7 separate regions of the Mus musculus genome follow, and regions 2, 3, 4, 5, 6 and 7 are each linked to region 1. A link is a contact called in public HiCAR-type, HiChIP or PLAC-seq and promoter capture Hi-C data. All regions are on one chromosome and are shown on one strand. Each heading gives the region's core, a stretch centred on a gene start, on an enhancer-like site or on the middle of the called end of the contact. The rest is flanking DNA. Distances are from core to core; before and after follow the strand shown.

Region 1 (3,432 bases), core at 304-2,803:
AAGGATCCAGTGACTGGCACAGAAACCAGGTAGTGAAGGACACAGAGACCTGGTGACATGATCACAAAGCTTGCCCCAGATCCTCAGGTGAGGCTGACTTCAACTCACAGAAAACACTTCTATTTTAAATCCCTAGGTTCATTGCTCTTCATCCCTGGGAGAATTCCGGATGCCCCCAGTAAGCAGTTTGTTCCTCCCCTGGGCACCTCACGGTGTGGTCTTGTGTGCGTATTCTCTGCTGATACCTTCAGTCTCCCACTCACATACCCCAATGCTGTCCTAGCTGAAGACTGTCCGTCTACATTCTCGCTGGTTTTCTCCCTTTGTGCCTGTACCCCTCCCCTCTAGCCACATGGGCCCGCCATGCTCCACCCTTCCCTTCTTGGCTACCATCTTGGATACTGAGCCCCTTCCCTCTGGTGCAGAGATGTCTGGTCTGCTCAGCTGGAAATGTATGATCTCTGGACTTTCACTTCCCTAGGGAAGGCCTGAGCTACTGTTGCCCAACGTCTTCCTCCTTGCGGCCCCCTCCCCTGCTCTCCTCCCTGAGTCTTCCTCCAAGCACCCTTTGGAAAGCCACTCCCATGCTGAGACCCTCAGGCATTTGGTCACCCCCTGGCTGATGATGCCCTACTGATCAGCTTCCCTCATCCACTATGCAATGAAAAAGCGTCCTTAGTCGTCACCTACACTGGAACTACTCCCACTGCGGAGCTCCCTGCAGGGTTCACGTCAGGCTCTAGACCAGCCTGTGCTCTGCGTGTGCATCTAAGGAACTTCTGTCTGGGGCCTGGGGCCTGAGTACACAGGCTGTCCATCTCCTGGACAAGCACCACACTATTTATACTACCTTGCTGGGCTTCTTGACCTCCCAAAACCCTTGGCTGCGAGGGCAAAATGGACTCGGGTTCAAAAGCAACCTCCTCCAGGCCGTAATCACCTGGAAGCTCATGCAATAGATGGACGATGGATTACAACCCCCAGCACTTCCTACCCGGACCACAATATCCAGTACACCCCGCGCACACTGCAGGCGAAATCGATGCGAGGCGTGCCGAGAACCTTAAACCTGCCTCAAGCCGACCAGACCCGGGAAAAGAGGAAAGACCACTACTCCCGGAAACGCCCCGCGCCGGCGGCGAGTTGCTCCCGCGCGGGGCCTGTCGGGAATTGTAGTTCTGGTACCCCCGTCCGCCATCGGTCCGCACCTCTGCGAGTGGTGAGCCAGGCGAAGGTGCCACAGCGCGCGGCCCAGGCGCTGTTGCTGCAGGAGGAGCTGGCCCGGGGGCTCCCCGGCGCCTCCGTTGGTCGGCGAGCGTAGACCCATGTTCTCGAAGTAGTGCGCCAAGAAGGCGATGGGCTCCTCGGGCCGGATCTCCAGCACCTTTAGGAGGGCTGCGCGCAGCATCTCCGTCACGCCGAGCTGCCGTAGGAAGTCCTCCTCGCTCTCAGCGGCCGCCGCCGCCTGAGACACCGACGTCCGGCCACTGTCCGGGAAATTGGCCGCTGGTGCTACTGCCGGCCGCCGTTTCTCCACTGCCGCCATCTTTGTTGGGGGCAGCGGGACCGGAAGCGCCGCCATAATTCACGGCGCGATGAGGCGCCTTCCCTCGACGACCATTTTTGTTAAGGGCAGAGGCAGCGGCCCCCCTCTCTGAGAATCTCGATAGTAACAAGCGCAAGCGACCTTTTCCCCCTGTGCCCCTGGCTTTCTCTGTGTGCGTTTTCCTGCTACTCCATGACTGCATCTTCTAGCTTCGGTCTGGAATTGTGAGCTTGCCAGACTTCAAAATGGTCCCCCAGGAAGGGCTTGGTTTCTGGCTTGAAGCGCGATACCTTGCCATCTTGGTAGTGGGCAAGTCTTCCTAAGCATGGTCTCCTAGCAACCAGGCACCCTGGGTACCAGATAAACCCCGCAAAGCTCACCAGGAATCTAGGGCTGAAAGCGGAGTTCAAACCGTTTTCTGCGTTTGCTCCCAGACTCGGCCTGGGCTCTCCCGGGTTTTTGGCCTCACTTAGTCTCCTTCCGAGCGTTAAGGTGCCTGAGCGGAGTTGTCACCAGATTCCTTCCTTTCCCAGACTGTTACCATTTCTGACCACCAGAGGGGGGTGCTCTCTTTGCAATTCTGAACTGCTGTGGCTTTCTAGTATCCTCGCATGTCCCTTTTCTGTGTTATCTTTGGCTCTTTATCTACTGACATACTTTTTATTCCCTTGTCTGGCATCCATACCGCTCTTCGTGTTTTCCCAGGTTACCCCCCAAGTACTTTTTCTAAGCCACTGGATATCTCCTTAGTTACTCTTGTTAAATGCAGGCATTTCCCAGCCTAGTATCCTGTTGCTCGACCTACCAAAGAAAACTGGGATGTGTGACTGTCTCCAGGGACTCTGGCTGTAGGGATAGGTGATGTACAAAGCCTTCCTATTCACAGTACGAAAGAATATGCCAGTGGCTAGATACGGGGCTTTTATTTAGCTCTGGGCCAGCAGGCAGAAAAGCCCAGAAGTCAGGAGAAACTTATAGATGTGCTGACCACCAAGGAAAGAGGCCACACTATCATCTTGATGCCCCAAATCCTGCAGCTGGTCACTCTCTGCCTCCTTTAGTCTGGCATAATGGAGCTTCATAGGTGTGTACATGAGCTAGTGTCTGGGCGAGGACCTGGCCGGTAGCATTTCCACAGGCGGTAGGCAAGGAAGACCAGTGCAAGCAGCCCCAGCACCAAGCTGCCAATCCATAGGACGACGGTGGAGGCTGAAAGAGTAGGAAGAGAAAGGCTGCCATCAGTCCCAGTGCCTGTGGGCTCCACAGAGGGAACATACATAGGCCCTTACAGTTTAAAAGTGGACTTAACTAGCCAGCCTCTACTTGGGTAGAAAACAGCCACCCAACCAGACATACTCAAAGACAGCATGGAAGAATGAATCTACTTAAAGGGAAGCTTTTGTTTCTAAATTACGGTCTCACTCTGTAGCTTAGGCTGACATTGACCCTTCTTCTTCTACAGCTCAAGTACTTAGATCATAGCTTGTGTGCCATCGTGCCCAGCTTAGTTCTGTTTTGTTTTGTTTTGTTTTGTTTTGTTTTGTTTTTTGTCTGTTTTGTTTTGATTTTTTGAGACAAGAGTCTTCTATGTAATCCTGGCTGTCTGTCCTGGAACTTGCTCTGTAGACCAGGATGTCCTTGAACTTAGAGATACACCTGCCTCTGAGATTAAAGGTATGTGTCACCACCACCACCTGGCTTAAGGTTTATTTTTTTAATGTTTATTTTGTGTGTGTGTGTGTGTGTGTGTATCTGTGTGTATGCCACAAATGCAGGTACACTTGGAAGTCAGAGGAGGATGTCAAGTCTCCAGGGTCCTGGAGTTACAAGTGGCTATGCGTTTCTTGTCTCTGCCTCCTGAGTGCTAGGATTAAAGACATGCGCAA
Region 2 (3,432 bases), core at 492-2,991, 2.0 Mb before region 1:
GTTGGTCTCCAGTTCATATGTAGCTGAGGATCGCCTTGAACTCCCGATCCTCGTACTTCCACACAAGTGCTGGGATGGCAGGTGTGCGCCAGCAGTTCAGAGGACAGACCTTAGGATTTCCCTCATGTTTGGTGAATGTCCTACCTACTGAGCTACAGCCCCACTGTGGACAGTGAGCTCCCACTGTGGACAGTGAGCTTCCACAGTTGGACCTGTGGTCCCTGCTCTGCACAGCTGATGCAGCCCTGCCATCCACCCAGGGACGGTCCTTCCATAAGTACCTGCTCCATCCGTGCTCATGACATCGGCACCTTGAGCCAGCATCACTTCCAGACACCCCGCCGCACCCCTCATGGCTGCTAAGTGGAACCTAGAGGCACGAGTCAGGGGTCAACCCCAGAAGAATGTCCAAAGCCACCCCAGCCCCAGGGCTTGGACACTCACGCAGACTTGCCCTCGGGGTCCAGTTTTGTAGGCACCAGCCCCTTGTGGGCGATCAACGAGGCCACTCTGGCCACATCGTTGTTCTCCACTGCCTGGAGCAGTCGCTGGTCACTTTTGCCCCAGTCTTGGCCCTGCGGTGGCACACCCAGAGGTGCGAGGGACTGAGTGGGTCGATGTCCTTTCCCCACCAAGGAACAGGGGCAGTTGCTCCGGGCTCTCCCCACCCACCCCTGAGCACTTGCCTGGCGCCTGCCTCTGGCTGCGGGTTTTGGGATAGGGCACCGGCCACAGGGTGGGCAGGAGCTGAGGTCGGTGGGGCTGAGCCGGAGCTGTGGGATAGGTGGTCCTGGGCTGGGGGCCTCAGACAGTGTCTCTGAAACCTGCACCCCCCAGCGTGTGATCCAGGCCCACCACCAGGGCAGCTTCCAGATATCAATCCTCCTCAAACCACCTGTGTGTGCCTTAATCCAAAGCCAGTTTTGAAAGACAGGGTACAACTTTTTTTTTTTTTTTTTTTTTTTTTAAATAGCATGTCTCTTATGTAGACCAGGGTAGCCTGAAAGTCACAGAAATCTCCCAAAGTGCGAGGATTTCAATGATCCAGCTTTGTTTTTGTTTTTTGAGTCAGGGCCTCAAGTAGCCTAGGCTGCTGTCAAACTCCCTGGGAGTCAGGATGACCTTGAATTCCTGAACTTCCTGCCTCCCAGTCCTCGAGGCTGGGGTGACAGGTGTGGAACATCACACCTGGTTTATGTAGTGCTGGGCATGGAAGCCAGGGCTTGGTGGTGCCAAGCTCCTCGTTCACAATTATTTTACTGTCTTAGTTTTTTTGAGACTGGGTGTAACTAAAATTAAAGATCCCCTGCCTTAGCCTCCGAATGCTGGGATGACTGGCCTTTTCCAAACTATCCTCCAGCGCCCAGAACCTCGCTCCGTCCTTCACAGCTGCTCAGCCAAGACCATCGCCCCCAGGTAGCATCAAGGCCTGGCCAGCAGAACTGCAGCCGCTAATGTTTTTAAACTCACTGCCCAGGAACATGGACAGTTCCTGAGTCACTCACTGTCCACAGTGTCCTCCAAGACCTGCATCCCGCAACGGCCTGCTGACCCCACGCCTGCACAGACACGCCTGCCCTCAACACCGCCCTCCACTTCCCGCCCAGGCTCTACAGGCGCCCCGCCCTCTGCCGAACTTCTTTCTAGGAAAGAGGGGAAGGCGCAGAGGGACCCAAACGCCTACCGCGAAGGAGGCAGCAGCACACAGGCACAGCTGCTTCATGGCGAACCGCAGGAGGGCGGGGCCAGATCAGACCACGCCTACCTCCTCAGACACGGGGCTCTGCCCTCCTCCTGTGGCACACCTCTTCTCCAGACTCAGCACCCTTCCTCACCAGGCTCAGGCACAGAGCCCGCCCAGCTTCCCCCTAGATTTCAGGCCCCTCCCACCTCTTCCACGAAAGCTCAGGGCCCGCTCACATCCGTTCTAAGTTCCAGGTTACTCCCATTTTCCCCAGGCCCGCTCGCCCGCTGCTATATAGTGCTCTCTTCCCCACCACCCCACTCCTGCACCGACACGCTCCATCCCGCTGAAAAGGCTCCGCCCCGCAACTCCATGATGGTCCCTATCGGGTGTCAGCCCGCTAACTCCTCACCTCCAGCTCACCTTACTTACAATGATGGACATCATTCATTCAGCCATCACCTTCCAGTCTTCATTCATTCATACATTTATGCCTATCTTTTCATTCATTCATTCGTTCATCCATCGTTTCACACATTCACTCTCTCCAACAGTCATTATTCGCACTTTGCTAATGTTTTCATTCACCCATTCGCTCATTAATTTCCTCACCACCCATTTACTAACGTCTTTTCATGGGCAAATGCATTGGCTTACTCATCCCTTCATTCACGCACACATCCTCTCACCCATTCACTCCTCCAACCTACCTGTCCACCCATCTACTCTTTCATTATTTACTTCGCTCCAGTAGCTCTCAAGTCTCACTCCAAACTTGAATCCCAGGTCTGCCTCGCCATTATCCACCTATGGGACTGACCTAGACCTCACCTGTTGGAGCCTCCGCCCTCCTCATATGTGCAATGGGGTTTCACATAGACTTTCCAGACACAGCTCCGGAGGGCCGTGCAGAGGCTGAGCAGAACGCACCGCCCTGCACAACAGGCCTGGTACACCATGAGTACACAATAAGAACTGCATTTCATTCTTCAGGCACATGCATCTGGACCTGTGCACAGCTTCCAGGCTGGGTCAGAGGAATCTTTAGATCAACTGGAAGTGGGGGTTGCAACCCCCGTTTCTGGCTCTAAGGTGTGTGGGCACTTGTCTGCCTTGCCTGAAATTAGAGCCCTCTATGCAGGACCCACAAAATATCCCTGGGCCACAGCCTGAGACTCTTCTGTTCTACATTTATCAAGTGACTGCGGAATGACTTTCTAGCTCTCTGGCTTCTGTGCATGTAAGTTGGCACTGTAGAAGCTGTCTTGGAGACGGAGCAGCAGGCAGGGACACACGACAGGAGCTGTGGGATGAGAATCCCAGAGAGGCAGAACTTGGGGAGAAGTGAGTCGTTCATGAAATTGCCTTGCACAGGTGGAGATATGGTCTCCCTAATAAACAATAAGCAACTCCTGCCTCTGTGTCCCATAACACTCTAGATACTGGTGTGTCCCTCTCTGCAGAGAGTCCTAGAATATGTGTACATATATACACATGTATATATAAATATATACACATATAGATACATATATATACATATGCATATATGCACATGTATATAGGCACATATATAGAGACACACATATACATACACACATACATATCTACATACATGTACACACACCCGCGCACACACACACATGTGCCACCTTTAAAGAGAGAGAGAGAGAATACTGAGCCAGACACAGTGGCTCTCACCTTTAATCCAGGACTTGAGAGGCAGAGGCAGACAGATCTCTGTGACTTTG
Region 3 (3,432 bases), core at 595-3,094, 1.9 Mb before region 1:
TGCAGGGGACCCAGCACCATATGTCTGCCCCAGTTATAGGAAATCCAACACCCTTTTCCGGCTTCTGAGGGTACCTGGCACACACATGGTTTGAGTGCATGCAAGCAAACATTTGTACACTTAATTTGTTTGTTTGTTTGTTCCCAGACCGTGTTTCTCTGTGTAGCCCTGGCTGTCCTGGAACCTGCTCAGTAGACTAGGCTGGCCTCAAACTCAGAGATTCATCTGCCTCTGCCATGAACTGGGATAAAAGGCATGCACCACCACTGCCTGGCCTTAAAATATATATTTTTTAAAGATTTATTTATTTAAGGCTGGGCGTGGTGGTGCATGCTTTTAATCCCAGCACTCGGGAGGCAGAGGCAGGTGGATTTCTGAGAACGAGGCCAGCCTGGTCTACAAAGTGAGTTCCAGGACAGCCAGGGCTATACAGAGAAACCCTGTCTCGAAAAAACAAAAAACAAAAAAAAGAGATTTATTTATTTAATATATGTGAGTGCTCTATAAGTCAGAAGAGGGCTTCAGATCGCATTATAGATGGTTGTGAGCCACCGTGTGGTTGCTGGGAATTGAGCCTGGATCCTCTAGAAGATCAGCCAGTGCTCTTAACTGCTGAGCCATCTCTCCAGTCCCTTAAATACTTTTCAATGAAGGAAAAGTTGCTGTGACAGAGGCCTAATTGAGTTGCAATCACTTGTTCATGTGTGGTATGTGGGTGCAAGAGGACACTTCTTGGGAATTAGAACACATTCTCACCTTCTACTGTGTGGGTCGCAGGGATCAAACTCAAGCTGAGCAGCAATGGGCTTTACCCACTAAGCCCTCTCACAGCCCTTTCTGTTTTACACCTGCTTGTACTATGGAAACCAGGCTGGCCCCAAACTCACCGTCACTGCCCCTGCCTCCGAGTCCAAAGTGGTGACTGTGGTTTAATTTCACATCCCCCATCTGTGGCTGGAGTGGACGTAGGAGTGAGGCTAGGGAGGTCCAGAGAGTCCACTCTAACCCAGGCCATCCTCAGCTTACTCCAGGATCCTCCATCCAGGGCCAGGGATGGGGGCTGAGCCTTGCAGGGAGCTCAGGGTTCTGCTTCACTTCCTGTCCTTGAATATGGGGGTCTGGGCTTGTGTGGCTTTGTGCCCGATGTCTTTCCTTTCTCTCTCATTTGAGACAGTCTCCTGTACTCCAAGCTAACCTGGAATTTGCTATCTAACTCAGGACGACCTCGAACTCCTAACCCTCCTACTTTTACCTCCCCAGTGCTGGGATAATGAAGGTGTCTTCAAGTGGTGCTGGGGGTAGGGCCCAGGGCACATGCGGGCCAGCCAGGATGAATCCTGATTCTCCTGTTTCAGTAAGATTTAAAAGAAAAGTGTGTGTGGGGTGTGTGTGTGTGTGTACGTGCAAGAGTGAGTTGTGAGTTCGTGGTCCACCCTGTGGATCCCAGGGATCGAGTTCGGATCAAACGTCTAGGCCGCAATCACCTTCACCTGCTGATCCGTCTCGAATGCCCCAAATAATCAGACTTTTCACCAAACACTCTGAAATTCTCCCAGCTCCCGAATCGCCACACCTGGAACGCGAGGGTTAAGCCGAAGCAGGAACTCCGTGATTGACAGCACGGCCACAAACTGAGCAATGAGCATTCTGGCTCGCAGCCCACGTGGGCTCGCCGCCTTCTGATTGGTCAGGGCCTGCAGGGGCGGTTCGCTGAGTCCGGGGCCCACGTGCACCGTGGCCTGGGCCCTGATACACGCTTCCCTCGGTGGGTGCAGGGGGCGTGGTGTGTGGGTGTGGCCTAGTAGGGCGTGGCCTAGGCTGGAGGGGCGGGGTGAGAGGGGTCAAATGGCCCGGGGCCCAGCAGGAGGGGCTTCCTCCTGGCCTGACCCTGGCTGACCTCAGAGGCTTCCTCTGGGATCCCTGGGGCCTCCCTAACCTCAGAGGTGGTGCGTGAGGGCAGCCCGCTTCCTGCGGGCGGGTCGGGAGAAGAGGGAGCCCGAGGGAGGGGTGTGGACCCTCACAAAACCGACTTCAGCGGGGAGTTTACCTAGGTTGAGTGATTTGGGAGTGAACCAAGTGTCGTTTCTCTTGTCTCCTTTATTCTTTTTTGAAAAATGTTTTAAGTGTGTGCCTGAGCGTATATATTTGCACCACATGCAGGCTTAACTAGTACGCCTGGAAAACTTTTTTTGTTTTGGTTTGTTTTGGTTTTTTGGCTTATTGGTTCCTGGCTGTCCTGGAACTCACTTTGTAGACCAGGCTGGCCTCGAACTCAGAAATCTGCCTGCTTCTGCCTCCTAAATGCTGGGATTAAAGGCGTGTGCCCGGCCTGCCTGGCAAACGGTCCACGACTAGCCACATTTCTGGCTGATCCCGCTAGGGAGTTGGAGGTGCCTGGTTCTCTATTCTTGGTATCTGAAGAGATACTAATGAGGCCCTTAGCTGGGGGTGTGTGTCTGAAACCTTAGTAGTAGTAGTAAAGCCGGGTCTTGGGGAAAGGGAGCGCAGAAGACATGGGGATGGGGAAGGGGCTTCCTCCCCAGCTGGGTCCAGATGATGAAGAGGCTACGGGGATGGGGGTGGGAGTCGGCTTTTCTGCCTTCTAAAAACCTATACCTGTTCTTATAGGACTTAATCAGATTTGTGACCTCAAGAATCTTCTAGATGACTTCCCACAGACAGAGCAGTGACACCTTTGGTGGAATTTTGGTGAGAGAGAAATGGTGGTGAGGGGCACAGTTAGCTTCCTCTCTTCCTACTGTGTTTGGGGTTTTGGAGACTAGTTCTCTCTGCCCCCCCCACCCCCACCCCGCACCGGGAGCTCATGCAATCCTGCCTACCTAGCTAAGATGAAAGGCCTGCACCCCAGCCTGAGCCCCTCAGTGCCTGCACCTGTGACCCCTGACAGCGCAGGTGAAAACCCCCATAGACCAGACCGGGCCCACATTTTCCCAATGTCAATCAAGTGGTGATTATTAACACTAGGTGTTCACCTGGTGTGGTCAGGGCTGAGCCTCTCCTAGCAAGTGGCTCTTTAGTTCCATGTGTTAACACTATATTGGGATTAAAGATCGTTGCCCAGCTTTAATCCACACTTGGGAGGCTGAGGCAGGTGGATCTTTTAGTTCAAGGACAGCCAGCTCTAGGTAATTCCAGAACAATCGGCTACATAGACCCTTTGGGGGAGGAGTTATATCTCCTCCCTCCTCCTTTCCCCTTCTTTTCCTTCCTTGTTTCTCTAAAAGTTAAGGTAATATCAGAAGTCTGTGTACTAAATTGACTGTAGGGCAGTGGTTCTCAACCTGTGGGTCGTGACCCTTTGGTGGTTCCATACCCTGAATGTCAGCTTTTTGCATTCATAACGCTAGTAATGTTACGGTTATAGGAACAAAAGTAATGTTTTGGTTGGAGGTCACCACAACATGAGGAACT
Region 4 (3,432 bases), core at 263-2,762, 1.9 Mb before region 1:
TCAGAACTTTCAGGGCTATCTCAGATCCTTGAACCCTCAGAACCTTCAGGGCTATCTCAAATCTCAGATCCACTCAGAACCTTTGGGATGACCACCTGAAATGTGGATGAACTTAGTTAGACCCTCCCCGCAGACACCCGTACCCCACATGGTCACCTGTTTATGCATCTCAATGTTGAGTCCGTAGGACATCTCGTAGTACTGCAAAGGAGACAGTCTTGGCCAGTGTGGATAGCTGGTGCCACCCTGGGGACACTGATGGGGTGCAGCCTCGAGGGGGTGGTACGAGTATCAGGGCAAGACACAAACACCCTGAGCCCCATGGAGACCCAGACAGGGAACCCACAAGATGGATCACGGATGGGCTCAGAGAGATAGGACAATCAGGTAGTCCCCCAAATTGGAGGGGGGGGGAGACCCACAGAACAGTGCCTGGTATCCCAGCCTGCCCTTTTTAGGGAGAACACGGAAGTGGGCAGAATGGGCAGGTACTCCTTACCATCACATAATGCCTTTGCATTTCTGTCTTCTCGCTGGCCAGCTTCTCACATTCTAGCTTGAGGCTGGGCAGGAAGAATAGACAAAAATGGGGGTTGACTTGCCACACCCCACATGGGTCAGTTTCCACAGTGACAGGCAGAAGCTGCTGGCTCCCCATTCCTTTAGAAACTGTTCCCAGTCCTCTCGAGCCCAGATCTACTCCTGGGACCAAAACATTCTCAGGGAAGGCTTTCCCTGAATCCATTCATCTCACACTCTTCTGGGCACCACCTCCACCAGAAAGCCCTCCAGTAGGCCCAATGAGCCCCGCCCCTTGCCCTAGAAACCACGCCCCTCCAAGAGTCCCCGCTCACCCCCATGGGGCTTCCCAGGGCCCAGAACTAGGGCTCCCTCACCTGTGGTACTGAGCTTGAAGAAACTGGAATTCCTCTTTGATCCGGTCACAGATTTCCAGTACTGAGAACTTGAAAGGCTGGCCAGACTGCAGCGGGGTCTGAGGGGGAGAGTGGGAAAGGACACTAGGGTGAGTTCCAGGGCAACAGCAGGCAGGAGTCCCCTCCCTGGTCCCCACCTCCTGCAGCCAGAGATGGGAGTCTCCGTACTCACCGGGTGCCTTCCCTGAGGGTACATCCTGCTGATGGATGGGTGAGAGAATGGACCCCCCCAGCTTCTTGGAGGCTTGAGGATGTGGCAAAGGGACGCTGAGGTGCAGAGGTGGCGCTGGGGAGAGAATTGGGTGCGGGGAGGAGCAGGCAGTAGAATTTGGGGTGCTAAGCTAGAGCTGGGGTGCAAGGAGACTGAGCCTGGAAAAGCTAGGAGAGAAGCCGGAGCTGGGGGAGGGATTTTTACGCAAAGAAAGAGCAGCCAGGGAGAGCCTGTCGGGGCAGGGGACCAGGACCCCGCGCTGCGCCCCCCCTCCAGCCAGCGCGTCCGGGGTTGTACAACCCAGGGGCAGCTGCAGTCAGCGCCGCAGGTCTGTGGCCGCCGCCCGGGGTCGGCGCTGGTGGCCTCAGTGGCTGCGGAGCCGCCTCCCTCCGCGGGGCTCGGCTGGGAGCCGCGGGCGGGACCCGCCTTAAGGTGGCACCGCCGCCCCCGCCTGCTCTGCTTCTTCGGTTCCAAGACCCGCTGGGGAAACTGAGGCTTGGGTTCGATCCTAGTGTTCCCGCCCCACCCCCACTCAAAAAAAAAAAAAAAACCGGGGGGAGAGAAATTAGGCAAAAAAAAAAAAAAAATCTCTGTGCGCGCGCCTCTGGAGCCGTGGGGGCTGCAAGTGGCTTCTCTGGGACAGCGACACTATGCCCTTATGAAGGATAAACATCCCCAAGATCGAAAGAGAGAGAGATACACACCTGTCCCAGGAAGAGCAGACCCAGGCTATGCTTGTCAACCAATGCTGCCCCACTCTGGAGAGATCCAGGACAGAGCCCAGGGCAGCTTGGTCAGGCTCAGAGCCCACTACAGACTTGCATGCTAGTGCCACCACCAGCCAACTGGGTGGCCTCCTCTATCCAGATTGGGCTCCTAAAGGACCAGACTCTTTAAACTTAGTGCATAGAACTCTTGTGTATCTTGAACCGGAACACTAGAAAATCTTCTGCAGGGGCTTCACCACTGACCCCGCCCCCAGACCTTCACTGGGAGATTCTAGGCAGCAGCTCTACCTCTGACCACACCCCCAGCCCTTCACCGAGGGATTCTAGGCAGAAGTCACCCATGACCACGCCCCCAGCCCCTCACTAGGGATTAGAGACTCCACTCTTGACCACGCCCCCAGCCCCCTTTTACTTTTGGAGGCAAGGCCTTGCTAAGTTGCCCCTGCAAAGCTTGAGCTTGGAATTCTCAGTCCCTGTAGTAGCTGGGACAACAGGCCTCTGTGTGCCATCAGGCCACCTCCTACATCCCATCAAGTTTAAGGGTGTCCCCCAGAGCTGAGAAGCCACCTGTCACCATGGAAACCCCCTTCCCCCCAGGAATCATCCTTTGTTTCCAACTCTGGCAGGACTAGACCTCAGAAGAGGAAGGAGGGGACCCACACCTTCAATCCCAGCACTTGAAATGCAGAGGCAGGCAGATCTCTCTGAGTTTCAGGACAGCTTGGTCTACTGTGGTGGTTTGACCATGCTTGGCCCAGGGAGTAGCACTATTTGGAGGTGTGGCCTTGTTGGAGTAGGTGTAGTCTTGTTGGAGGAAGTATGCCACTCTGGGAGTGGGCTTTGAAGCTCTGCCAAGTGCCTTAGTCAGACTTCTTCTAGGGGCCTTCAGAAGAAGACACAGAACTCTCTGCTCCTCCTGTACCATGCCTGCCTGGAGGCCTTCATGCACCTGTCTCGATGATTATGGACTGACCCTCTGACTCTGTAAGCCAGCCCCAATTGCCTTGGTCATGGTGTCTGTTTACAGCAGTAAAATCTTAACTAAGATATCTACAGAGCAAGTTTCAGGACAACCAGGTTCTACACAGAGAAACCTTGTCTCAGGGAGAGGGAGGGAAAAAAAAAAACCAAGGAAAGAAACCTGAGCTCTGGTCCATCATTAAATCAATCAATAAATGTATGCCTGGTGCTACTGTGAACTACTATGCACTGGGAAACAGTGGGCAACAATCATAGGGGAAAGACCTCACATCCACATTAACGTTTGGATCTCTGTGGGCAGCTAAGTCAGCTACAGAGGACAGGGGCCTTTATGAGACTTGCACGGGGCCAGCGCTCTACAGCAGGAGGATACTAGCTGAAAACCTAGGACTTCCAGGATAAAAGGACAGAATGGAGCTCTCTCTGATCAAACTCTGGGAGATGAGCCACAGAGCAGCCAAGATCACAGCTGGCTGGTCAGGAGCTGTATGAAAAGCAACAATTTAGACAAGCGATGACAGAGGAACAAACATGAGCCACTGCGATCATATGTGTGGGAGAGCGCTCAGTAAGGTTA
Region 5 (3,432 bases), core at 639-3,138, 1.9 Mb before region 1:
CCATGGCTACACAGAGAAGTCTCAAAAAGAAAGAAAGAAAAAAAGAAAGAAAGGAAGGAAGGAAGGGGAAGGGAAGGGAAGGGAAGGGAAGGGAAGGGAAGGGAAGGGAAGGGAAGGGAAGGGAAGGGAAGGGAAGGGAAGGGAAGGGAAGGGAAGGGAAGAAAGAAAGAAAGAAAGAAAGAAAGAAAGAAAGAAAGAAAGAAAGAAAGAAAGAAAGTGGGCTGGAGAGATGGCTCAGTGGTTAAGAGCACCGACTGCTCTTCCGAAGGCCCTGAGTTCAAATCCCAGCAGCCACATGGTGGCTCACAACCATCTGTAATGATAACTGAATCTCTTCTGGGGTGTCTGAAGACAGCTATGGTGTACTTACATATAATAAATAAATAAATCTTTAAAAAAAAAGAAAGAAAGAAAGTCTATTAGTAGAAAAAAACAGAGAACAGGTTCCTATTAGCAGTTGATACAATGTTTTCACGGAAGTACAGGGAACTTACCACCCAGTACACACCCCTGTAAACATTCAGACAGGGTCTCACTTTGTGGCACAGGCTGGCCCAGGACTCACAGGCTCCACTTGCTGGAACCCCCACAGAGGGCAATGGTGGGGGCCACAGGAGGCATCAGAGCGAGGCTTTGGTCCCCACTGTGTTGTCCCAAGGGCCTTGTGTCTGGCCCCAAAAGGACCAAGCAGGGTGCTGCCTCTCCAGCTTCTGCAAGCCCAGGCCAGTTCTGATGCACCCCCCCCCCCCCCCCCGCCATCAACCCCACCCAACCCCCAGCTTGCTCCCTATCAACCACAGTACAAGTCTCAGTGGGCGGGGAAGCTCCCTCTGGCCTCAGTGACCCCACCCCGCCCCTATCACACTTCCCATCTCCTGCAATAGGAATCAACAGTCAACTGAAGTCAGCGTGGAGCAGGCGTGGGCCTGCCAACCTGTCGATGTCCGTCTGCCACCAACCTGGAGCAGGGGAGGACGAAGGCTAGGAAGTTGTGTTTCCGGGGTCTAACACCCTCTCTGAACCAGATCAGTTGCATGACAAGAGGCTCCCAGGCTACGCTTATCTCCCCAGGCTAGAGATACACGAGCCAGAAGGATCTAGAACTTTCACTCTGTGTAGCCTGGGGTCTGAGGGGCTCAGCCCAGTGATTCAGCTCCCAGAGTCCTTTAGTGTCTGTCACCTTTACTCTCCTGACTCCCTATTAAAGCTACGCCCCCAGCCCTTCGATGGCTGTGCAGCACTTTTAGAACTTGTCGCCATCTGTTTGGTTTGGGATTTAGGTGGAAGGCAGAGGGTAATCCACAGAATTGGTTCTCCGTCCCATCATATGAGCCCCAGGGATGACTCTGGTCAGGCTACAGCACAAGTTTCTTCACCCGCTGAAACAGCTCTCCGTCACCCAACTTTACAAAAAAAGTTCTGTTTTGTCCTCTGTGGAGCAAAATAGAAGCCTTCCTGGTATACAGTAGGCATTCCATAAATGCATCAGTCCCTCTCTCACTGATTCTTCTGCTTCTTGCTAATCTCTCTGGGACTCAAGGGGCCAGACATGACCCTCTGCTTCCTCCATGGGTCTTGGGGAAGTCCCTGCCTTTACTCCATGCCTTAGTCTCCTCAGCTGTCAAACTAGTGAGTGTGTGCTGAGGAAGGCCAGACAGACACGGAAGCACAGACTTCCCTCCCGCCTCAGCAGTTCTGAAATCAGCCCTGAGCAATAGCTGTGCCCACTGGTCGCTTCCTATTTGGCCCAGAGGAGGGGGCAGCTGGGGCCAGCAGTGTCAGAAGCCCAGGGGTGAGGCCACTCTCTTAGGGAAGGAGGAAGGAGGGTCAAGTTAGACACCTCGAGGACTGTGCTCCCAGAAGGCAGCCACCCCTCCCTCCTCATCTGCTGGAGCTTCCACCACCGACCTGTCTGGCGGGCAGGGCCAGGTCTGGGCAAGTTGGAGGGGGCGGGAAGCAGCACCCAGGTCCCCGCCCTGTTTCCAGCACCCAGGCCTCTTGAAGCCCTTGCCTGGGCTCCCACAGGCCCTAGGCAGGGACACGGAGGGCCCTGGGGTGACCTCCACCCCCACCTCCACTCCATCCGGAGAAGAAAGAGTCCCACAGTTGGGCTCTGCAGGCCCTGTGATGTCACCTGGTGGTCTGTGAAGCGCCCACCATGGCCCGGTCCCTGACTTGGGGCTGCTGTCCCTGGTGCCTGACAGAGGAGGAGAAGACTGCCGCCAGAATCGACCAGGAGATCAACAGGATTTTGTTGGAACAGAAAAAACAAGAGCGCGAGGAATTGAAACTCCTGCTGTTGGGTGAGTGTGGAATGCAGCACAGGGGCCGAGAGCGGGCGGGGCCAACGACTCCGGAGGCAGCAGGGACTCGCTTGCCGACCCATTTTCTAGATGGGGAGAGCAAAGCTTCAAGAAGCTGAGTCTCTCATTCGCGGCTGAGTCGTGCATCTGGCTGCGGGGAGGTGGCCCTGGCGGGTGCTACCACATAAACACACCTGTATGTGTCACGGGAAGGGAATGAAGGTGAGCTTCAGGCTGGCTCAGGGAGGGCCTAAGTCTCTTCCTCCGACTGCCTGAGCCAGGGCTCCAAGCTGCTGGTCATGGTCACCAAGCGCTTTGTTCTGGGCTTATGAGCATCAGTGGATTCATTCATTCACTCATTCACTAAAAATTCTAAACTCTCGAACTGACCAAAATGCTTCACTTGTTTCAATCAAATCCTTCATTCCTTCAAAATCCTTTATTCCTTGGGACACTGAGGCCAGAAGGTTGTGAATTAGAGGCCAGACTAGACCATGTGAGACATTGTATCGGAAATTGATAAAAGTGGGGAGGGGCAGAACAGGAACTGGGGCTCAGCAGGCAGGAAGATCCCTGAGCATCAGGGAGAGCTTGGTTTCCATCCCAAGGCCACATGAGCCAGGCACGGGAGGTACGATTGTGTCACCAAGCATTGCGGAGACAGAGGCAGGAACATCATGGGATCAGGGTCACACTGAGCTACAAGAGTTTGAGGCTAGCCTGGGCCAAAAGACTCCCTGTTTTAGAACTAAAAGCTAGGCATAGTTTTTCACACTGGTAATCCTAGCACTTGGATAACTGAGATATCAGAATTGCCATGAGTTCAAAACCACCTGAGCTACATACTGAGACCCAGTCTGATGATGATGATGATGGTGGTGATGATGATGGTGGGGGGGGTGATGGTGATGATGATCCCATCAAAGAATCACATGTTCTTTGAGGAACGAAATAAGGTCCATAAGCAGATGAAATAATTATAGCTCAATATGTGCTTTTTAATTCCTATTTCTGAAAGGGGAATTTTTTTCTTCCTTTTAAAATAATTTTCTTTCTTTCTTTCTTTCTTTCTTTCTTTCTTTCTTTCTTTCTTTCTTTCTTTCTTTTTAGATTTATCTATTTCATTTAT
Region 6 (3,432 bases), core at 549-3,048, 1.7 Mb before region 1:
AGGACTCCTTTTCCTCTAGTTCCAAGGCCTCGTTGCTCTGTCCGCCCTTCCTGTCCACCTTCTTCTTCTGCTTCTTGTCTGCTTTACTGTAGGGTTACAGTGCCGCAGTGAGAGAGGGTCACTGCTTACCAAGCCACCTTATCAGGCTAGGTGAGGACGGACTCCGGGCTGCGGTGATCTCAGGATGACCCCACAGAAAAGAAAATGTTCACTCCATGGAAAGAAAAGGATGAATTGGTGGATGGGAGGATAGGTGGGTAGATGGGTGGATGTGTGGATGGATAGGTGGGTGGGTCGATGGATGGATGTGTGGATAGGTGGATGGATAGGTGGACGGGTGGGTAGATGGGTGGGTGGATGGATGGGTGGGTGGATAGGTTAATGAGTGGGTCACTTACGATAGAGTGACGGTCATGGTGTACAGGAAACCATGCGTCGTCACAGGGTAGGTAGCTGTGTTCTCTGCAGTTCTGGGTACAGGTAGCCCCAGCCTCTCCTTCTAGCCCTCCCTTCCTTCCTCAGGACCCTCTCAGGTTCACAGGGCTCAGCTGTATTTCCAGCTGCCCATGCCAACTCTCCCCCACTTCTATTCCTCTCCCAGACCCAGAATCTGCACTAGAGAGTCCCACCCAGAGTCCACCTGCTGGACACTGTCCCCTCCCCCCAGCTGGGCCTCTCAGGACTGTCTGGGGGGAATCACCCACAGGGTACCTTGGCTGTGAGTTCTCGTTCATAATGTGCTCCATTCTGAATGTAGCCTCCTCATCCTCTGCTCTGCACAAATAGAAACATTGATACAAGAGCTGTTCTCTGCCTCAGTATCCCCAACTGAGGTCATGAACGCCAAGAATCAGAAGGGATCAACAGGGCAGCAAAGCAAGATGACCTCCAGGCTGACCCTGGGAGGGAGCACAGAAGGGCGGGGAGGTCAAGGAGGCCCTGCGTGGGACAGGGGCAGGTCCTCACCTGCCTTTGGCGCACCAGACACGATTGGCCAGCATGAGGATGAAGACTATAAACAGGAAGCCCACTACTGCAGCCAGGCCTACTAGCCAAGGCTTCAGGCGGCGCTCTGAGGCTGCAAAGGACAAGACAAGTCAGACACAAAAAACGAAGGGTCTGCAGGGGGAAGGGGAGCCTGCAGGGGAAGTGGGTTCTGCGAGAGGGAAAAAGAAGGGTCTGTTGGGAGCAGAGGGGTCTGCGGGAGAGAGGGGAAGACGTTAACGGAAAGAGGCGGGTCTTGGAGGGCGGGGCTTAGAAAAGGCGTAAAGAGGTGGGAATCAGGAAGAACGTCCAAGACTAGGAGCTGCCAGGGGCTTAGGGGGCAGAGGTTGTAAAGGAGGTCCGCGCCTCCCGGAGAAGCTGGGCTTCTAAGGGGTGAGGCTTTTAGATAAAGTAGTTGAGGAGGCGGGGGAAGTGGGGGCGGCGAGGGGGGGGGATAGCTCAGAGAGGCCTTGAAGGAGCTGAGAGGACCAGCTGGAAAAGGGCAGTGGCCTTAGCTTACAGCGTTGAGAGGGGAGAAGGATGTTAGATCAGAGACAGGGCAGAAGGAGTCATTGGAGAGCACTCGTCCCCACCAGTGCCCTCTTCACTTCCTCTTCCTGCCTTGCCTTAGTTTCTCCTAATGGGAAATGAGATGCTGAAGAGCCCCTGCCCCAGTTCCTAACACCCACCCAGCGCGGGCTCCACACCCTAGTCCTACCCTGCTGGGCCTCAGCGGGTGTCAGGAACAGTGTAGCCAGCAGCAGCAGCCTGCCCAAGGTGTCCATGGCCAGCACACTGGATATGGGCCGACGTTCAGCTGCAGGTGTGAGCTGCACAGGGCTCGGGTGGGGTTAAGACAGTGATTGGGCGGGGCGGGGTGGGGAACCTGCCGTCTGTGGCCCAGCCTCCCATGCCTGCTTGGCATCAGACCCCTGCATCTTTGGAGGGCAGAGTCTGCGGCTAGTTTAATATTAACCTAGACTGTCCCTTCCCCCGCACCTTGCACCCCTCCCTGGAGACCAGCAGCCCCAGGGACAGGTCCTTAGAGTCCTCTGTAAGAAGTCAGGCTGCACAGATGGGACGTCCACGCTGTCACGTGCACACAACCAAGTGTGGCAGTCAGGCTTGGTGGCTGGGACAAGCCTGGCAACTTTGTGTCTAGTAGGTCAGCCCAGTGGGGTTGGCAGCTCTGTGAGCACCAGGCTGCAAAGGAGGCAGGGAGCACCACGTTCCTAGAAGGGGGACCCTCAAAGCAATGGCAGAGACACCTGCCTGCAGAGCATCCAGACATCTCAACATACAAAGACAGGGCACAGGCTTCTGCCCTCAACCTTGGGCCTCAAGCTGATTAGATATCAAGCCTCACCTGGGCAAAGGAGGACCCCACCCAGAAGTGTCACGGGTGCAGCCACAGCCTGCGCACGTGCAGGAGACAGCAAGGAAACGGGGCACTGATGTCCTCATGTGCCCGTCATTCCCACACAACAGAGGCCTGAGACAGGAGGATGGTTAGGTCTAGGCCTTATCTGACCTCCAGAGCAAGACACTGTCTCAGAAATAAAACTGTGTGCTGGGCTGTAGCTCAGAGGCAGAGCAGTCTCCCAGCTTGCATGAGGCCCTGGGTTCCATCCCCAGCACCCCAGAAACGAGGTGGGATGATACATGCCTGTCATCTCAGCATTCAGAGGTGGAGGCAGGAGAATGAAGAATTCCAGGTCATCCTCATCTACATACCAAGCTTGAGGCAGGTCTCACACAGTTTGGAAAAAGGGTTTGGCTTTTTTTTCCTGATTTTGGTTTTTTGAGACACGGTAACCCTGGCTGTCCTGGAACCTAACTTTGTAGACTCTCGAACTCAGAGAGATTCTCCTGCCTCTGCCTCCTGAGTGTTGGGATTAAAGATGTCACCAGGAACCCAACCAGGCATGCCTATCTATATTAAGCTCCTACTGTATACTCATGGAGTCCTGAGCTGAGAGATCTGAGCCCAGGTGGGATGTCAGGAGCCCAGACTGACATGCCCACCAGCTGAGGTGGGGGAAGCCCTGTGGAGAGGACCTACCACACATGGTTCCTTATGCTCCCTAGTCCAGGCTGGCCTGGAATGTGCCATCCTCCTGCCTCAGCCTCTTGAATGCTGAGGATGACAGCTTGGTTACTCCGTGCTGTGTGTGACAATAAGCTGAGGGACCTTCACCCAGACATTTCTCAGTGGCCTGCCTCAGTTTCCAGTCTGTGCTACTGGGCTCATCGACAGCACCCAGGAGGGTTTTGTGAGAACGTGTGGGACAGGGCTGAGACAAAAAGGTCATGGCACTTGGATAGTCAGATAGGCTTTTAATTTATATGTGAATTTGGCCTCACTCTTTTCTCCTCTCAGCAAACACTGTGTAAGGAATTATCCATAGGAAAAAATGTTGCAGGTGATGGCTCTGAGTTCCAGGACAG
Region 7 (3,432 bases), core at 669-3,168, 1.7 Mb after region 1:
GACTACAGTCAGTCACATACCTGAGTGTGATTACCTCTAGGCTGGGCATCTCCCGGCATATGGAAATCTAGGGAGGGAAGAACGGGGCCAGTGAGTTAACAATAGTGTGGTCACCTCGGGTCAGGGGACACATGTGTCCTGGGTCCTGTCACCTGTACTAATGGGGCCAAGGGGTATGGGCTTGCACAACCAGGGCACTCAGAAGAAATCAGCTGCATGCTGGTCTCTGTGGCCCAGCCTGCTCTTGGGGTGTTCTACACTGGGTGTTTCTACCTGGCAGTTTACAACAGTTCTGTGTCTAACACAGAACATCATTACAGTCAATACCCTCTGAGGACGCCTGGCCAAGGATCTTGTGGTTTCCCACCCTGAGACAGATACACAACCCTTTCTCCTTGCTGCCCCTGAGGCACAAAGAAAGGACAGACACTCTCCTTGCCAATGGTTCTGGGCTCAAGGCAGACAGAACTGCAGTTAAGTTTGGCCACGACACACCATCAGATCTGTGGATCAGACCTGGGCTGTGGGCTCCACAGTCCCAGCTGCCTGTCATTTCGGGTGGGGTTGGGGTGTCGCCTCCTGAAGCTGAGGAAGGCCATGCAGAGTGCCCCTGTTGATGTCCTTGAGGGAAATCACCACCAGGGACTCCTCTCAAGGCAGAGCTTTGACTCTGTTTTCCTCTGTGCAGGTCTAGCAAGTGACACGGCACTGAGCTGAAGATCACAGTTCTGTAACTTTAGCTATTCTTCTGGGGGAAGGGGCATCCGGAAGAAGATACAATCAAGGCAGAGCTTACATCTGTGAGCTGGCTGCCCCTGGAGAAGAAAAGAAATAGACTTTAATTTGTTGAATGAAAATATTTTAAAAATCCCCAAAGAAATGGCAATTGTCTATAAATCTAAAGATTCTACATTCGGAACAGTAAGGAAGGCTGGTTGCCCAAATAAGGGTGAGGTTGGTTTCTGCCAATACTCCCTGCTTGGTGCATGGGGGTACACAGTTTTCTCCTCTCAGGCTCCCATAGCAGAAAGCTCTTTCCAGTCACACACATAAACAAAGGGATCTTCATAAGAGGCCAAGCTCAAAGGCCGGTCATGCAACTTCTGAAGCAAACTTCACGGGCCTGCAATGTGTGTTGTTTCTGCTTGCACAGAGGAAGCCCTGATGTGCTCGCTGGCTCGACAAAGAAAGGCATTATTGAAAACCCAGGACAGGGAGGACTGTGGCCCCAACACCAGATGTGCCAGGGCAGGGAAAGGCTTTTAATTAACAAAGCTCACTCTTTCCAGTAGCCCACTGACCATTACTAGAAGCAGGGGTCTGCACTTGCTCTGCCACTGCTAAATGCTCTGGCCACAGCATCCCACCCCAGTCCCCAGAGACACCTGTAGCTCTTCCACACGCCAGATACAAACTCCTCCAGAAGCCCGGGGCTTTCAGTATTAGTGTGACTCAGCCATGCAACTTAGAGTGCATCCATATAATAGCATCTAAGGTCTAGGCTGTCACTCATACCAGGTCACCCTCTCCAGCACCGGATCATGACTTTACAACCTCAGTCTCTCCCTGTAGACATGCCACTAAGCACCTCTGTCTTCAGATACCAGACACAGACACAGAGGGTTAGCGAAAAGCCCTCAGCAACACTAGAGGGAAATTCTAGTTATCCTGCGAGGGCCGCACTCCTCTGAAGCACTGGCCTCAGAGTGAGCCTGCAACCTAGCTAGCCTGGGGTAGCAGGCGCTCAGCGCGGCCTCTGCTTCCTCCCGCTCCTGGCCGGCCTCACCAGCAGTTGAGCTTCCGCACGTTGTGCAGCTCCGAAGCCTTGGCTCGGGACAGGACCATCTTTCGTGTCAGCTTCATGGTGGCCACAGGGCCGCGGGCCCGGCCGCCCTCCGCTGTACACTCGGCTAGCGGGAGAGGCCTGCGCAGCGGCGCGTCTCCAGGGGCGGGGCCCGCGTTTCTAGGGGCGGAGCCTGAGGTCCCATTGGCAGTCAGGCGAGAGGGCGGAAGCGCGCCGGCGAAGCGGGACGGCCCGACTTCCGTGATACGCGATTCCGCCCCGCCCCTTTGGCGGCCCGCCGGTCCTGCGCATGCACGAGGCTCCGGGCTTTGCTGCCTGGGGACCGCTGGTCTCTGCATCCCGTGTTTGCGTGCGCGGGAAGGGCGGCCCTTAGGATTCCAGTGTGCAAGAGTCTGAGATGGGCTGGCTTGGGTGAGAAAGGCGCCGGTGTGTGAGGGACTCGGGACGCCTGGCTGGTCTCGGAGACATCGAGGACAGAAAAGGTCGAGTCGGGAAGGGTGACAGAGTCCTCGTAGTGGATGCCAGCAGAAACCCTCCTGGCATGCTTGCTCCGGATCCTAATCCCTGCCATGGCCCTGGTCACCACTGAGCCCTCACCCATTTCTGCTTGACCCCAAATCGGGGATTTGTGTTACATAACAGCTAATCCACAACCAGACGATGACTGACACTTGTAATTGATGCACTCAGAGGCTGAGGCAGGAGGATTGCCTGAGCCAGTTTCTGGCAAGACTGGCTCATACAGACATTATCTCAAAAGACAAAGCCGAGTAGTGGGGGCTTGGGGAGGGACTGAAGAAACAGTTAAGAGCGCTGGCTGCTTTTCCAGGGCACTCATATGGCCGGATCACAACCTTATGTAACTCTAGTTCCAGGGGACTCAATGCCCCTCTTTTGGCCTCCTTGCGCACCAGACAGGTCACTTGGGTTGCACACACATGCAAGCATAACACTCATATGTAGAAAAACAAAACGAACAAAACAAAAACCTTAAAAACAAACAAACAAACAAACAAATAGAAAATAGACGTTATGTTTTTGAAAGTCAGTACTGTGCCTGTGGTTGTCAGTGTGCATTTTAAGTAATCACAAATGAATTTTTGTTTTGTTTTCTTCTGGAGAAAACAGATCTCCAGAAGAAAACAAAACGAAAGATTGTAGGTTGAAATCTTCATATCTTTTTCTATCCTACAGATTACACCGGGACAGGCACTGGGTACTTCAGGCCCTTTAGGTAATAAACTGCCCTTGATGAAGTATTCTAGGGCTCTATTGTCTGTCTGACCACCCTGGTCTGCCTTTACCAAAAACAAGTGAAATGGTTCAGTAGGTAACAGTACTGGACGCACAAACCTAAAAACCATAGTTTGCACCCTGGAACCCACAGTGGAAAGAGAGCGGACGCTGAAGATTTAGCCTCTGGCGGGCCATTCATTACCATCAGGAACAATAAGGCCTGAGCTGAGAGATACAGCTTAGCCACCAGTGTGGTGGGAAGAATTTTATAGGCTCAGTTCAGCCACGTTTAAAGAGGTCTGCTGGCCGCTCCAATGGAGGCCAGAAGGACATGGATGATGGCAAAGGAGCTAAGACTTTGAGGAGTGTTTGACAGGAGGTGGGCATTGCCC

What was found. Promoter capture Hi-C pulls out the DNA fragments that hold promoters and counts their contacts. HiCAR-type assays count read pairs that join an accessible place to other places. HiChIP or PLAC-seq counts read pairs in DNA pulled down with a chosen protein or histone mark.
Region 2: a contact with region 1 is called in a promoter capture Hi-C map of erythroid cells, with 3 times the contacts expected there. The contact joins the promoter of Ankrd24 here to the promoter of Tpgs1 in region 1. A contact is called at or near these places in 6 of 39 promoter capture datasets (erythroid cells, hippocampal neurons, liver and 2 more), 4 of 484 Hi-C or Micro-C datasets (B cells, CD8 T cells, Th1 cells and 1 more), 1 of 115 datasets of contacts at active chromatin or transcription factors (astrocytes) and 1 of 9 other capture datasets (liver).
Region 3: a HiCAR-type map of astrocytes shows a contact between it and region 1, with 4 times the contacts expected there. The contact joins the promoter of Tle6 here to the promoter of Tpgs1 in region 1. A contact is called at or near these places in 8 of 39 promoter capture datasets (cranial neural crest, embryonic stem cells, erythroid cells and 4 more), 1 of 15 datasets of contacts at CTCF or cohesin (large pre-B cells), 1 of 484 Hi-C or Micro-C datasets (liver) and 4 of 115 datasets of contacts at active chromatin or transcription factors (astrocytes, fibro-adipogenic progenitors, kidney and 1 more).
Region 4: a promoter capture Hi-C map of liver shows a contact between it and region 1, with 7 times the contacts expected there. The contact joins the promoter of Tle2 here to the promoter of Tpgs1 in region 1. A contact is called at or near these places in 8 of 39 promoter capture datasets (the C10 cell line, cranial neural crest, embryonic stem cells and 4 more), 2 of 115 datasets of contacts at active chromatin or transcription factors (astrocytes and bone marrow-derived macrophages) and 1 of 9 other capture datasets (liver).
Region 5: a promoter capture Hi-C map of liver shows a contact between it and region 1, with 4 times the contacts expected there. The contact joins the promoter of Gna15 here to the promoter of Tpgs1 in region 1. A contact is called at or near these places in 4 of 39 promoter capture datasets (hippocampal neurons, liver and pre-B cells).
Region 6: a contact with region 1 is called in a promoter capture Hi-C map of hippocampal neurons, with 4 times the contacts expected there. The contact joins the promoter of Smim24 here to the promoter of Tpgs1 in region 1. A contact is called at or near these places in 3 of 39 promoter capture datasets (hippocampal neurons, liver and pre-B cells) and 1 of 115 datasets of contacts at active chromatin or transcription factors (astrocytes).
Region 7: an H3K4me3 HiChIP or PLAC-seq map of embryonic stem cells shows a contact between it and region 1, with 8 read pairs. The contact joins the promoter of Cfap410 here to the promoter of Tpgs1 in region 1. A contact is called at or near these places in 1 of 39 promoter capture datasets (erythroid cells) and 4 of 115 datasets of contacts at active chromatin or transcription factors (astrocytes, embryonic stem cells, large pre-B cells and 1 more).

Annotation. Positions count from the first base shown.
Region 1 is chr10:79,667,560-79,670,991 of GRCm38.p6, reverse strand. It overlaps Tpgs1 (tubulin polyglutamylase complex subunit 1), which reads right to left and starts at 1,553. Exons shown (of 2, transcript NM_148934.3): 1 at 1,209-1,553. The coding sequence starts at 1,546. Madcam1 (mucosal vascular addressin cell adhesion molecule 1) reads right to left here. Exons shown (of 5, transcript NM_013591.3): 5 at 2,450-2,755. The coding sequence ends at 2,625.
Region 2 is chr10:81,632,008-81,635,439 of GRCm38.p6, reverse strand. Ankrd24 (ankyrin repeat domain 24) reads right to left here and starts at 1,741. Exons shown (of 20, transcript NM_001374016.1): 1 at 1,685-1,741; 2 at 687-773; 3 at 445-575; 4 at 282-370. The coding sequence starts at 1,723.
Region 3 is chr10:81,599,312-81,602,743 of GRCm38.p6, reverse strand. Tle6 (transducin-like enhancer of split 6) reads left to right here and starts at 1,844. Exons shown (of 14, transcript NM_053254.2): 1 at 1,844-1,946; 2 at 2,629-2,709. The coding sequence starts at 2,665. It overlaps Gm32024 (a long non-coding RNA gene), which reads right to left. Exons shown (of 3, transcript XR_003949022.1): 3 at 3,374-3,432.
Region 4 is chr10:81,573,367-81,576,798 of GRCm38.p6, reverse strand. It overlaps Tle2 (transducin-like enhancer of split 2), which reads right to left and starts at 1,512. Exons shown (of 21, transcript NM_019725.2): 1 at 1,108-1,512; 2 at 897-994; 3 at 500-563; 4 at 157-270. The coding sequence starts at 1,131.
Region 5 is chr10:81,522,681-81,526,112 of GRCm38.p6, reverse strand. It overlaps Gna15 (guanine nucleotide binding protein, alpha 15), which reads left to right and starts at 1,888. Exons shown (of 7, transcript NM_010304.3): 1 at 1,888-2,303. The coding sequence starts at 2,159.
Region 6 is chr10:81,391,430-81,394,861 of GRCm38.p6, reverse strand. Smim24 (small integral membrane protein 24) reads right to left here and starts at 1,798. Exons shown (of 4, transcript NM_001099917.1): 1 at 1,703-1,798; 2 at 967-1,078; 3 at 712-774; 4 at 1-86. The coding sequence starts at 1,769. It overlaps Gm48552 (predicted gene, 48552), which reads right to left. Exons shown (of 2, transcript NM_001384181.1): 2 at 3,307-3,432. Gm48551 (predicted gene, 48551) reads right to left here. Exons shown (of 6, transcript NR_168929.1): 6 at 3,307-3,432.
Region 7 is chr10:77,977,136-77,980,567 of GRCm38.p6, reverse strand. Cfap410 (cilia and flagella associated protein 410) reads right to left here and starts at 1,918. Exons shown (of 7, transcript NM_026431.2): 1 at 1,787-1,918; 2 at 797-815; 3 at 21-67. The coding sequence starts at 1,863.